2 separate regions of the Danio rerio genome follow, and region 1 is linked to region 2. The links are chromatin contacts, called in public Hi-C maps. All regions are on one chromosome and are shown on one strand. The core of a region is the stretch at or near the end of the contact, and the rest is flanking DNA. Distances in the headings are between cores, read along the strand shown. Region 1 holds the start of erbb2 (erb-b2 receptor tyrosine kinase 2). Region 2 overlaps erbb2 (erb-b2 receptor tyrosine kinase 2).

Evidence for each region. Hi-C and Micro-C count contacts between places; a contact is called where the count stands out from the background.
Region 1: a contact with region 2 is called in a Hi-C map of an unstated tissue, with 2.0 times the contacts expected there. The contact joins the promoter of erbb2 here to the enhancer-like site in region 2. A contact is called at or near these places in 2 of 18 Hi-C or Micro-C datasets (caudal fin and an unstated tissue) and 1 of 4 datasets of contacts at active chromatin or transcription factors (caudal fin).

What each region holds. Positions count from the first base shown.
Region 1 is chr12:9,993,098-9,995,797 of GRCz12tu, reverse strand. It overlaps erbb2 (erb-b2 receptor tyrosine kinase 2), which reads left to right and starts at 1,345. Exons shown (of 27, transcript NM_200119.2): 1 at 1,345-1,458. The coding sequence starts at 1,380.
Region 2 is chr12:9,929,092-9,931,860 of GRCz12tu, reverse strand. erbb2 (erb-b2 receptor tyrosine kinase 2) reads left to right here. Exons shown (of 27, transcript NM_200119.2): 22 at 1,324-1,399; 23 at 1,479-1,625. Among named protein-coding and RNA genes, the nearest start is that of kcnh6b, 56 kb to the right of the region's middle. Within about 2 kb of position 1,475, at least 12 of the 62 cell types and tissues checked have an H3K27ac peak or open chromatin away from gene starts, as enhancers often do.

The sequences.
Region 1 (2,700 bases), core at 96-2,595, 64 kb before region 2:
AAACTGTTCTGTTCTAAAAGAAAGCCCTATGTTAACAGTGTCCAGAAGCATCATCGACTGCTCTGGGCTATGAGGCATCTGGGATGGACCATCACACACAATATGAACAGTGGTCAAATGAATCAGTATTTCGGGTATTTTTGGAAGAAATGGACGCCGTGTGCTCCTGACCAAAGAAGAAAAGGATAATCCAGTATGTTACCAGCAACAAGCCCCAAACCCAGGACCTGTCATGGTATGGGGTTGTGTCAGTGCCCTTGGCAAAGGTGGCTTGCACTTCTGTGATGGCACCTTTAATGCTGAAAAGTATATAGAGATTTTGAAGTGCAATATGCTGCCTTCTTTTCCAGGGATGCCCATGCATATTTCAACAAGACAATGCAAAACCACATTCTACACACATTACAAAGTCCTGGCTGCGGAGGAAGAGGAGGATACAGATACTTGACTGGCCTGCCTGCAGTCCTGACCTGTTTCTAATAGAGAATGTGTGGCGCATTTTGATTCACAAAATTTGTTTATCTTATAAAACTGTATGTATTCTGTCAGAAGACTCATTGATTCATATAGTTTTATATCTTAAAGGGATATATAACACAAAACTGAAAATCCTGTCATTTATTCACTCTTTACTAGTCAAAACCCAGTTTGAGTTTTTTTTATGTCGAACATCAAAAAAGATATTTAGTAAACTGTTGGAAACCTGTAACTATTGACTTCTATTTGTTTTCTGTTTATGGATGTCAATGGTTTCAGGTATTCAGTTTTCATCAACATCAACAAATCTTATTTTGAAAAAGAAACTGCTAAAGGTTTGGAAACACTTGAGGGTGAGTAGCCTAAATAGTGAGTAAACTAGACTTTTAACAGTTTTGTGAATATACTCTTTCAGATTTGGTATGTGTTTCAAAGAGGAACAAAAGTCCAATAGGTTTTGACCCGTGTTAACTGAACTCTTTTCAAGGAAGTAACGGCGGAAATGCTCAGCAGCTTTTTTGAACTTTGGGCTATTTGAACTTAAATGTGAGAGATATTCACTGAAGTAAAACATGATAACTGCTGCTCCTCATACTGCATAATTGGCAAATGTGTCAGTAGAGTTGCTGGAGTCAATCTGTACTGCCACTCCTCCGCGGGAACGCGCGTATTATTGCACACACACACACACACAAACACACACACACGAGCGCGCGCGCACACTGACTGGAAAGTCGGGCGCATTCGCTCCTGCCAGGAAGTTGTTGGTATTCGGGAAATAACAAAGAGCCCAAAAACAGGTTTATTAAACGCTTTGGACCTACACGTGGGAGATTTGTGTAACGTGTTCTGGATCTGGGTATGCACTGAAGGATTATTATCAACTAATGGAGGAATAATCGATGGAGGCGGACAGAAGTTTTGGGCTCGCCTGGGTCCTCCTGCTGCTGTTGGGCATTACAGCCGCCACAGGGAGAGAAGGTTGGTCAACTCCACACATTCCCAGACTATCCCATAAATTCCTATTTATGTTTTTGCGTATTAAATTGTTTTAAATTCAATGGACAGAAATGGAATTTTAGACGAACAAACTACAGCAGGACACAATCTCGTGGAGACATGGCGTGCTACTCAAGCAGTTGACACCCGTTTACGGTGCCGAAGACGCGGCGCGACTGGCCGCGGGGCCCACCGCATTTTCACGCCACTCTTCAGAGTCCAGTTTTGGGGGCCTGTAGACTAATTTTGTTGCGTCGCTTGTTGCAGATTTATGTTCTAAAAGTTACTTTTGCTGCTTGTTCAAACTACTTAAACAACTAAAATGAGCTGAAACAGCCAAATTCTTGACTTTTCTTTAGGACAACTTAATTGTTTTATGTTCAGTCCACTTAAATGTGTAAAAATATGAAGGAATTGTGTGAAATACAGCGTTTTTACAGCGTAGACAGAATGTGAAATCTGAGATTTGTTTCTTTACTTGTTTTTAAAAAGGTTGACAGATTTACTAGCCTACTATTTAAATCTGTATTTATTTTGCATAGGCTACTTGAACGTGTTTAAATTGTGTTCAGAAAATCCTGTCGGTTTTTTCTCGTACTGTTGGCGCATTAGTCTTAAGTGAAGTATGTCACACAAACTTGATTTGCAACTTTTGCATGACAATAGCGCTGAAACCCGACAGCCCAGAGTTCACGAGTTTAATGGGCGCTATTCCTGATATGTCAGTATCACTCCAGTATCACATCTGAAAGAACCCCACACTAACGATTTAGAATGGCGCACTACAAAAAGACAACCAAACATACCAATAACATCCAATAACAACTAAATGTGTCATGATCACGAAACAACAACAACAACAACATGATAATAACAATGATACACAAGTATGTTTTCTAACAATAGGTAATGATACAATAATAGCAGTTAATCAAGTCATTAGCTCAGGACAGCAACAACAACACGATGAAGGTAACAACTAACAACAACATTAGCACTTTAAAAATCATATATTGTTATTGTTAAGAATTTATAGTAAAGACACAAAATTGTTGTGTCAACACTATGGTATAATTGTTTAAGATACTATTGTACCATTTGTATGCTACTACTGAATAATAACAATACAATTCCACAGTACAGTACGCTCAGTTTTATTTTGTTTACGTCATAGTAAATACATAAAGCATGTTATTACTTTAGTCCTACCATTATGTTTTGGTA
Region 2 (2,769 bases), core at 226-2,725:
AAAATAAATAAATTACATCAAAATCAAATCAAAATGTCACTCTAAGCTGTATAGAAGTGTCTTGAAAAATATCTAGTCAAATATTATTTACTGTCATTATGGCAAAGATAAAATAAATCAGTTATTAGAAATGAGTCATTAAAACTATTATGTTTAGAAATGTGTTAAAAAAAACTTTTCTACGTTAACCAGAAATTGGGGAAAAATAAACAGGGGGCTAATAATTCTGACTTTAACTGTATATGTAAGTACAAAAATAATTGGTCTACATAGCACATGATTTCATTTGTTATGATAGAAAAACCAATTGACAGTTTTGTTAAAACTGGTCTCATTTTTGTTTCAAGACATGGAATCAGTAGGTCATTAAACAAAATATTAAAAATTATGTTTTACTCAAACCAAAATTATAATTCCATAGAAAATAAGGTAACACTTTTTAATAACTACACACTATATATCATTTATTAAGCATTAGCAAATAGTGAATTCATAATCTGTCAAGCATTAACTCTACATTAATAAACGTTAGTAAGCAGTTTATAACTGCAGCTACAAATTCTCTATTATTGTCTTATAAGCAGCTATATAATGTGCTTAATGAGTGTACTTTCATACTTAGTTAATGATTTATTTTTCATTACTAAATTAAGTATTGCATTATTTACAAACCAGTTGTATTTAAGAGTAGTTGAGGGTTTTTAGGATCATTCAGAATGAGTTTGTAAATGATTAAAAAACTATTTAAATCAACGTTTATATATCTTATTATTCAGGCATATACTAATTGTCAACTAATATGTTAATAAATGCTTTATTAACTCAAGTTCATGCAGTTTTGTGACCTAATCTAAGGTGAGGACTATTCATGCTTTATAAATCCCTTATAAATGACAAATAAAGGCTCTGAATTAAATGAACAATAATCTTAGCAATCTTTTCTAAAATGTAAAATGACTGTAAAGTTTTAAAATTGCTGAATAACAGGAGTGTCAAAACACAACAAAACTGGATAAAACAACAATATAATAATTAAACAATGTAATAAAATGCAATGTTTAAACTCTACAGTGATTTTATTTTAGATCAGGTTGCAAAGATTTATTTTTTATTTGAAGTACAGTTTCATTTGTGTATCTTTAATTGAATAGGAATGAATAATGTCATTTTTCCTGTCTAGAATTTAACTGAGCCTTTATTTGTCATTTATAAAGGATTTATGAAGCATAAATAGTCCTCACTTTAGATTAGGTCACAAAACTGCAAATAATAAGGCTTTTTCCAAAGTTATATTAAGAATGTTCATGTGTTTGTGTGGAGTAGGTGCCGATCAAATGGATGGCGCTGGAGTCTATATTACACCGGAAGTTTACTCACCAAAGTGACGTGTGGAGCTACGGTCAGTATCAGCCAGGGTTTACAGTTACTCTGCTGTATTTAACAACCGTCTGCTCTAAAATAAGCTCTCTCCATCTCAGGGGTGACCGTGTGGGAGCTGATGACCTTTGGCATGAAGCCGTATGAGAGTTTTCAAGCGCGGGACATTCCAGAGCTGCTGGAGGCCGGGGAGCGACTCTCACAGCCGTGCAACTGCACCAAAGAAGTCTACATGATCATGGTCAAATGTTAGTGCTCACTTGTAATGACCATAACCATCATGATTGAAGTGTGTTTGCTTGTTTGATTCAAATGCTTTTACTTTAACTTTTTTAATCTCAAAAACTATTGTTCACTGTAATTTATATAAAAGCAACAGAGTTTTTCTAAAGGTCAGGAATATAGAACAATTTCTAATTATTTTGGTCTAAAATTACTATTTTAGCAACGCATTTTCCAAAAATTTACAATATTTAAGGGCATTTCTTGTTTTGTTTTGTTGTGAAAATATGCTCAGATTTACACATCCCAATTCTTTTACTTTTTTGATCTCAAGAATTATTGATCTGTGTAATTTATATAACAGGAACACTGCAAGAAACTAATTATATAAAGCCTATTACAAAATATTTAATGCATGAAGGACTCTAAATAGTCCAAATGATTAAAAATGTTCAATTCTCTTCAACAACAGCATTAGAAAAATCATGTGAAGATGTACAAATGTTTTGAATGACTCAATGAACGCAGCCTTGTTCAAATAGGCTGAATGTGTGCTGTGATAATGTCACATGACAAGTGTTGGGTAAGTTACTTTTAAAAAGCAATAGATTACAAATTACTGACTACTACTGGAAAATAGTAATCTGATTACATTACTAATTACTTCATGTAAAAAGTAATCAGATTACTAATTACTTCAAAGTTACTCTTGAAACATATAAAATATACCTCTAAAAAATACAAAATAAACGGCAGCATTTAAAAGATACCTTCACTCCCACACAAAAATCCGATTTAGCCTGTTTAGGCTGAGTTAGTCCGTTGTGTTTTTGGGCACTGGTGTTCTCCTTGGTGACAAGTATTGTCGTAGAATTCAAGTGCTTGAAGTTGCTTTGAAAGCAGTTGAAAGTTCTTTAGAGACTAGACATAGACTGCATTTCACAGCAGTATTTTTGTTTTTACCCTCAATGAAATCAAATGTCTGCATTTACATTTGAAATAGCAAACACTCTCGTCAACAAACATTTTAGCTCATTTTCCTCACAAATTTTTTAATCACTCTCTTATTAAGTAATACTGCAGTGGAAAACGTGATTTAAAATAAGCATTTTTTCTTCTAAAAACTATATTTGTACTTTAAATAACGCAGTGATATTGATTTTAGTAACT